Linked DNA regions of Gossypium arboreum: all the other regions are linked to region 2. The links are chromatin contacts, called in public Hi-C maps. All regions are on one chromosome and are shown on one strand. Each heading gives the region's core, a stretch centred on a gene start, on an enhancer-like site or on the middle of the called end of the contact. The rest is flanking DNA. Distances are from core to core; before and after follow the strand shown.

Region 1 (2,700 bases), core at 88-2,587, 290 kb before region 2:
AATGCATGAAGAGTCTTTATCATTTCAAAGACTATACAATTGCAATTAATGGAGAATTTGAAAATAAGTCGACCATTTTGGATAAGGAGATACGATAAGAGTTTGAATTAAGGATACAGATGGGAAGGATCGATTCTCATTAGAATTACTAAATTCACTATTAATTTGGTGTACATTGTCGACTTTAGGAGATAGAGAGAATTGAGTGAATTTCTCAAATTTATTTGTTTTACCTACATGAGTTTGTCATTGTCTTTACCAAGGGGTCCTTTAGAAGGAATTCGCTCCATGTATCTTTTGGTCAAACTCTTGTTTCATAAATGGTGCAAATGACCCGATATGCGATGGCAAAGAACAATCCTTCAGTTTAGGCTACCATTATTAATTTTCCATTAATAATATCATGTTTGGTGAAGAAACTAGAAAGAAGAAATGATTTGTTTAACATCTTTTTGTTAAGACAAAATAAATTAAAAACAGTCTCCGCAGCACTCAACTTGGTCTTGGATTTTTCCTTAAAGTCGGGCATATTATATATGTCAAATACCAAATCCATATAACAAAGAGAGAAAAGTTTGCAATTAATAAATCATTGGCCTCTTTAAATAATAAATCATGTTTGGACCACACATTGAACCTGCCCACCTATTTTCTGCAGTGTTTTCCATATCTCATCTAAAACCTCTAAAAAAAGTAGAACCACCAGGTTATGGTTGTCAGTAGACAGCCCATGGCTGTTGCCACCTGAAATGGAATCAACCTTCTATAACTAGTCTCACCATATTTGTTAAAATCTCTCCTTATTTTCGATTTTAACATTTTGTGTTATTTATAAACAACTCTTGCCACGTAATTTATTAAGGACTAATATAAATAAAGTTCATAATTTAAGGATGTATTGATGCAATTAACTTTTTTACATTTATATCCAAACATTATGAAAATAAATAAGCGAAGAGTCGTAAAAGAAAGGGCTTTGCTGCGGAACCTCCCTTCCATGTCTTACGTCAGAAGGCTCAAATGGTTCGAACATCTCCCACTTTAACAGATATTAACTTTCTCGAATGCCCATATTTTTTTATGCATTTCTTTTATCATTTTGGTTGCTTTAGCTAAAAGCTTTTCCCCCAATAAAATAATTATACTCCCCACAACACAATCTCTCTCTATGATGTAAGCATAATTCGATCAGAAAATGATTATCCACAACCCAAATTGCATCCCCTGTTTCATGTATGTGCGCGTGCAATTATGCATGTCAATGAACATCCCCTATATGTACCTTATCTATAATTCCACAATTTTATATATAGTTGGACTCTCCTATATATGCACTCATCAATATACAAAACATGTATCATATATAATGTGAAAGAAAAAAAAAAGTTGTGTTATTAAAATAAAAAATACATGATTTGCATGATATGCAATAGGCCTAAGGGTCTTATCGTATTTGCCAAGATTGAGAGCAGCACAAGCTTTTGTTAATCTATAAGAACCTCCTCTCCTCAACCTTCATTTCCCCTTCCAACAAGAGCTTAAAATACTTTGCCTTATTGTCATCTTCCAAGATTTATAGTCCCTTATCACCATGCAGCCTAGTGAGGTTTCAGGCATCCAATACCTAGTTCCTTCCAATCCATCCCCATATTCACCCCATTTCAGCATGAATCAGAGCAACAAGCCTGCACTCGACTCGAACCAGTTCTTGAACCCCCTGTATAATTTCTATATCCCTCCTCAAATTCAAGACATCAGTCCCCACTCGTCCTGTATCAGCAGCAATTCGACTTCGGACGAAGCCGATGAGCAACAATTAAGCCTCATCATCGAGAGGAAGCAAAGGAGGATGATATCGAATCGAGAGTCCGCACGTAGGTCACGTATGCGTAAACAAAGGCACCTCGATGAGCTTTGGGCACAGGTAGTTTGGCTCAGGAATGAGAACCACCAGCTAATAGATAAGCTGAATCATGTCTCGGAAAGCCATGACAAGGTCCTTCAAGAGAATACTCAGCTCAAAGAGGAAGCCTCTGAACTTCGTCAGATGCTTTTCGGTATGCGACTGGGTCACCCTAACTCGACTTCGGTTAAGGTGGATGATGTTGCCCTGGAACATGGTTTGTCCTAAAACCTCTTCCATCACACAAATTTTTGGTTCTTCATGATGTAAGAAAATTATGAGAATAACATGTTCTGAGCGTTTAGTTTATGTATCTCTTCTAAACTATTCCCTTTCTTGTTCTTCTTAATCTCTTCCTGTATGCCATTTTACAACCGTTTATGAAAATTAAAAATGGCTACTATAATTTTACCCAAAAGGTAAATAAATAAAGAAAATGAGCAATTTTACTATTGTAACTTTTAAAATTACACGCTCATCATTTCTTAAAGATATATTATGAATTACATGAAGGGAAAAAATATTTGAGTTGAACCACAAATGAAGTCAGATTTGGAGTAGGAATACCCATCGTCTTCGCATCAATAAGGAGAATCCCAGCAGAAATAGTAATATCCGAATTATTCCACAGAAGCAAGAGTTCGCTTCATAATTTAAAAGTCATAAAGGTAATAAACATAATAACAAGTTTTAGGTAGCAATACCTCCAAGTTTGAGCAGATGTTAATTATTGGTGTCAAATCCTATATTTGCTTGAAAGAAAAATAACACCCATAGTTAATTCCTTCAAATTTTTA
Region 2 (2,749 bases), core at 108-2,607:
GTTAAGTAACACCAACTCATCTTTACTAACATTAGGTCCTTTATTAAATTTAATGTTACGAGTAAAGTTCGTGACACTAACTCAATTGATTAAATTACTATACCAATTTTGCATATTTTAAAATAAGCTTTATTTTGATATTTTTAATACATTTTAATACCGTTACTCAAATTATTTCACTCATGTCACCAACTCAAAATTGAATTTTTTTAAAGTAAGTTATCACTAATTATTCAATTATTAAATAAATTTTCTATTACTCTATTTTTAATATTAAAATTTTCTTTCACTAGCATGATATAGCATTTTGATATTTTGATAACATATTAAATAATGCTTTTAACATGATGATATTTTAATGTAATACAAATTAGAAAGTAATCGAGTGCAATTAATATTTCTTAATCACTTATATTTACCTATTTAAATTTATTTTCACTCACAATTTAAATTAATTTTTTAATTTCATACATATTACATATATGTTAGGGTAAAGTACATAAATAGTCATTAAACTATTGCCCGTGTTCTAATTTGATCACTGAATTTTATTTTTTTGATTTAGTCACTGAACTACTCAAGATCAAAATTTTTTTGTCATCGAATGTCAACAACCGTTTTAAATTTGACGGAAGTGCTGATGCAGACTTTCTTTATTGGTCTAATAACAAATTTAGCCGTCTAATGTTTACACATTCTATAAATTTGATCCTAAATATAAAAATTTAATAAATTTAACCATTAATGTTTACAAAATTTTTCATTTTAGTTCAAATTCCAAAATTTTCAAAAATTTAGTCTTTAACATTTACGAAATAACAAATTTTAATTTTTAAAAATTTTGTAAATTAAAAAAAAAACCAACACTTAAACCTCTATTTCTCCATTGTGCTCGCCTTTGTCAACTTATACTCCTAATAGTGTATGTCAGTAAAGTTGGCGAGGGTTAAGCTATTCGCCAAAGCCTGAAAATCTACCCAGAATATGGAAAGTTTGGACAAATATACTAAACTAAAAAAATGAGCTTAAACAAAATTGTAAGCCTATTTTCTACTTGAGCTAAACTTTGGATAGAATTTTTGAAACCCAAACTTAACTCAATCCAGCCCGGATGCATATAAAATATATTATAAATATTATACATTATATTATAAATTTTTAAATATATAAAATCCAACCCAAATCCAAAATATTTTTAATTTATAAGTCCAAACTTATCCTAAACAAAACCCAAAGCCGAACAACTCCTAAAAGTCTAAAAACCTCATTTCTAACCAAGAGCTGTTTTTCATAGTTTGCCGTCAAATTCCATAAGACAGCTCTCTTCTCTGCCATTCTCCTTGGGGAATCCCCGACTTCCTCCCAGTGAAGTCCCGACTTCCTCCCAGTGAAGTCTGTTGGAGGATTTTTAGGTGAAATCAGTAATTAAAATTAGAAAAAGAATAAACAAAGCAAGGCCTAGGTGTAGTTTCCCCCCAACTAAAAGGATCCTTTCAATTTATGATGGGAGATGTCAGATATTGGACTGCAATTAGGCAAATGAAACAGGATTCCTATTTCTGATGTTTGTGCTACCAGAACCAGATATAAGGCATTCCCTTTTTTTGCTTTAGTAATTAATATAAGCTGTTCCTTTTCCTCCTAGATGCTGTTTTATGCTGTCAAATTACTTATTGTTGGGTGGGGCTGGGATAGGCCCGAATTACCCATATTTAAATAGGGCCGAGCTTGTACAAGATGCCAGGCCCATATTTCTGGTTGGGCCTAGGCAGAAAAAATGTTTAAAAACTCTTTGTTAAGACTCGGTCCAAACTCAACCTACGAACAGCTCTAGCTATTAGTAAAAAAAATTATTTGTCATCAAGTCTGGCAAAACTTTGATGACTCATCAGATCTGCCACTAGCCACACCTCCTCCATCTTCTTTGTCAACACGTCCATGATCGAATGAAAGATTGTGGCATTCAACCCACCATTTCCCATCATAATTTGAATCATGCACAACGACTCCTTGATCATTTTGATTTTTTAGAGACGCACAATAAATAAATCAAACTTGTGCTTGCACATGAGGCCTTTGTCTAAATGAAATAAAGTTTTGACCAAAGGGTCGAGGATCAAGAGAGAGGATTTTGTATTGATGTTGAAGCACCCATCTTTCACATGCTTGAGGAGGTAGCCTACCATTGCCATATGTTTGTTTCAGCCAGCTTTGTGAACTTGCATGTCATAGTCGGTTGATGTCAACTCGTCAGGTCAATTGGTCTGAGATAGAAAAGAGGATAGATTGGGGATAAGGGGATTGGTTGTTTAGTTTTTGGAGAATCGACTTGTTATTACAAATAAAGGTTGAAGAAATAGAAGTTCGGGTGGTGTTGTTTTTTTAATTTACAAAATTTTTAAAAATTAAAAATTTTCATTTTAGAAATGTTGAGAGCTAAATTTATTGAATTTTATAGAATTTAAACTAAAATGACAAATTTTGTAAACATTGAAGGTTAAATTTGTTTATTTTTTTTATAGTTAGGATCAAATTGATAAAATGTGTAAACAATAATGGGCTAATTTATTATTGGATCAATAAAAAAAAGCCCAGATCAACACTACCATCAAATTTAAAACGGCTGTTAATGTTCAAAGACAAAAAAATTTGATTTCGAATAGATTAATGGTTAAATTGAAAAAATTAAAAGTTTAATGATCAAAATAGAACGCATGAGTAGTTTAGTGATCATTTCTGTACTTTACCC
Region 3 (2,700 bases), core at 93-2,592, 360 kb after region 2:
ATAACGAAACTGAAACCATTTATTGTTTTACAATTATACCCCTTGTAAATTAAGATTAAATAGTACATTTTAAAATTACATAATTTTACTCCCACCACTTTATTAATTTTCAGGGTTTCCAAAACTGGATCACGATCAAACCAGCAATTCCTAGTCCGACTGATTAGACCGCTATAATTGGATTGTTTAGTTCAATTAAATAAATTATTAAAAAAATCATAAAATTTAAAAATATTTAAAAAATAAAAGAAAACTGTTCAACCTCTGATTCATACCAATTCACAAGCAAATCGGTCCAACTCATTATTACCAGTTCAACCTCTGATTCATACCAATTCCCTTTTTCCAATTTAGATTACGATTTGTTTTGATCATTAAGGGTAAAAAATAATCAGCTTTATATTTTCTTTTCAGTTTTTTTCCCTTTTCCACTCTCCTCCATCTACCCTTCCACTATTCAACCCTTGGTGCTAAATTCAAACACATGTCCATATAAAAGATGTCCCGGTGCATAGGCAATGATAATGGTGCAAATGGAGAAACAGGATATTCATACATAAAACTGTCAGATTAGATATACACGGTAACACAGATATAGCTCAGAGAATTACCCCTATTGGATTAAAAGAAGTGGTGAGGGGGAAGGCCGTGGTAATATTAGTCAGTTAAGCGAATCCGAAGGCGCCACGTTAAATTGATTATTATCCAATCGAAATCATGTAAATTAACAATACTCATGCTCAAGAAATGCTATTTCCATATATAATAAGTATTACCAAAAATTAAAATCCCACCTCAAACATATTATATCTATATCAATACCAATCCCAATCCGGATAAGATCAGAAATAAGGAAAGATCAGGCAGATTTATTTCTAATTTTATTATGGATTAACTATGTATTATCGTAAATTCTTATGAATAACAAGATCCATAGGTGAAGTTGACATATTATCCTCCAAATCTTTTGAAGCATCAATAACAGATCGAAAGGCAGAGATGAGAAGAGAAGGCAAAGAAGATCGAATCGAAGATTTAGAGGAAGAAGAGCATACCTCTGAGTTACCGCCGCCTAAAGAAGTGAAAATGGAAGAAAGAGCCGCTGGTTTCTAGGGTTTTCCAGTAAACTTGCTAGCGCTATCACTTCAGCAGCTAGCTCTAGTAGCAATTTTGTTTTACTAATAGCATTCCGACACCCAAAACCGCTTTTTTTTTTTAATTAATATATTTATTTAATCTTTTTTACCTCTACACGGATTCATCCACATCTCTTTTAAGCTCCCATTTTTTACTAAAAGTTATATTTTGATAATTTAATGGAAGCTTTAAACTCTTTACTCCTTGCTTCAATAAATCTTCTGCTGAAGAAACTTTTTAAAAATAATATTCATATTATTATTGAGTTTTTTTAAAAAGCTTACGGACTTTAAAATAAAATAAAAAAATTTAAGATAACTACTTCTCTTTTCGATTAATTCTTCACTTTAATTCAATTTTAACTCCAAACTCAATTTTTAATCATATACATTTCAATAAATTTTCTAAAATTGAATGAACTCTAAAGCATTTTCTTTTTAGCCAATAAATAAGGAGGAAGAAGATGATAAAATTATAAAGGAGAATTATAATTAATTATGTTTAAATAAAATTTTAAGTATTTATTAAAAAGTCATTCAAATTTTTAATGTTTTGCTCATTAATGATGTGATAAATTGTGATTCATTGGTAGGATATAGAATTTTTGCATCATCTGTATCAAATATTATTCTTTAATAATTACAACTGGTTAAACAAATATTTTTTTTACCAGTAACAACAATTTATTTTATTTCCGATTATATATCACTAGTTAAATTAATCCAACCACAATTTCCGAATCAACCAACCTGATCCAAATAAAATTGGCATTAAAGATTTTATAACGTGCTTATATACAAATTTATACTAACCATGGTTTAGATAGCCCTGCATTGTTTAAATTGAATTTCATCATTCAAAATTGATTTTTGGATAACTTTTAAGACAGTTGAACCGCAAAAAATTGGAAATATTTCATTTCAACCAATGGGTGAAGGTTTAATGTCAACGGTTCGCTATCGGCTCGAATGAACAGCAGTTCTATTGATTTTAATTGACTGTGTTGTAGGCTTCTCCGTTGGTGTTGGGGTGTCCTCAGCTTTTCACGTAGAAGAAAGGGCTCTGTACGAGGGTCTGAAACTTGCCTGGGACAGCGGATGTTCGTTTGAGGTACATTGGACGTGAGCACAATAAGGCTGCGGATCTGCGGTTCAGCAGAGCTTAATAGGCTTAGTACGTGTGATGCACCTCCATCCTCGGCTGTGTCTTTGTTGGCTGCTGATATCAATCGTTACATTAGTACTAAGCGTACAGAGCAGGAGTGTTGAATGTAGCCCTGCCTCGGGGGTGTTCTTTGATTGGAAAAAGAAAATTGGAGAAATGATCAAGGCATGGAAACAAAGCGTTGGGGTAGACCGGGTGAGACACGTATGAAGAGGGCCAAAGGCATATTATTGTGCTTCCTTGTAAAGATTGACAGAAAATTCAGAAAAATAATGAGCATCGAGTCGGCTGAATCACCACAATAAATGAGCTAATTATCATTGAGTGTCAAGCTACCATGCCACAACAACAAACTATTAAAATACTGACAAGCTAAAATGGTCACTGTTACAGTGGCCA

What was found. Hi-C and Micro-C count contacts between places; a contact is called where the count stands out from the background.
Region 1: a contact with region 2 is called in a Hi-C map of leaf, with 2.3 times the contacts expected there. The contact joins the promoter of LOC108482156 here to the enhancer-like site in region 2. A contact is called at or near these places in 2 of 5 Hi-C or Micro-C datasets (both in leaf).
Region 3: a Hi-C map of leaf shows a contact between it and region 2, with 4 times the contacts expected there. The contact joins the promoter of LOC108464205 here to the enhancer-like site in region 2. A contact is called at or near these places in 2 of 5 Hi-C or Micro-C datasets (both in leaf).

What each region holds. Positions count from the first base shown.
Region 1 is chr7:18,020,705-18,023,404 of ASM2569848v2, forward strand. It overlaps LOC108482156 (basic leucine zipper 43), which reads left to right and starts at 1,338. Exons shown (of 1, transcript XM_017785271.2): 1 at 1,338-2,230. The coding sequence starts at 1,592. The coding sequence ends at 2,131. It overlaps LOC108482166 (a long non-coding RNA gene), which reads right to left. Exons shown (of 3, transcript XR_008285848.1): 2 at 2,608-2,655; 3 at 2,363-2,477.
Region 2 is chr7:18,311,129-18,313,877 of ASM2569848v2, forward strand. No RefSeq gene overlaps it. Among protein-coding and RNA genes, the nearest start is that of LOC108454180, 12 kb to the right of the region's middle. Within about 2 kb of position 1,358, at least 2 of the 2 cell types and tissues checked have an H3K27ac peak or open chromatin away from gene starts, as enhancers often do. A contact at or near this core is called in leaf, where this site is marked.
Region 3 is chr7:18,673,834-18,676,533 of ASM2569848v2, forward strand. LOC108464205 (eukaryotic peptide chain release factor subunit 1-3) reads right to left here and starts at 1,343. Exons shown (of 2, transcript XM_017764367.2): 1 at 1,056-1,343. LOC108464404 reads right to left here. Exons shown (of 8, transcript XM_017764695.2): 8 at 2,595-2,700.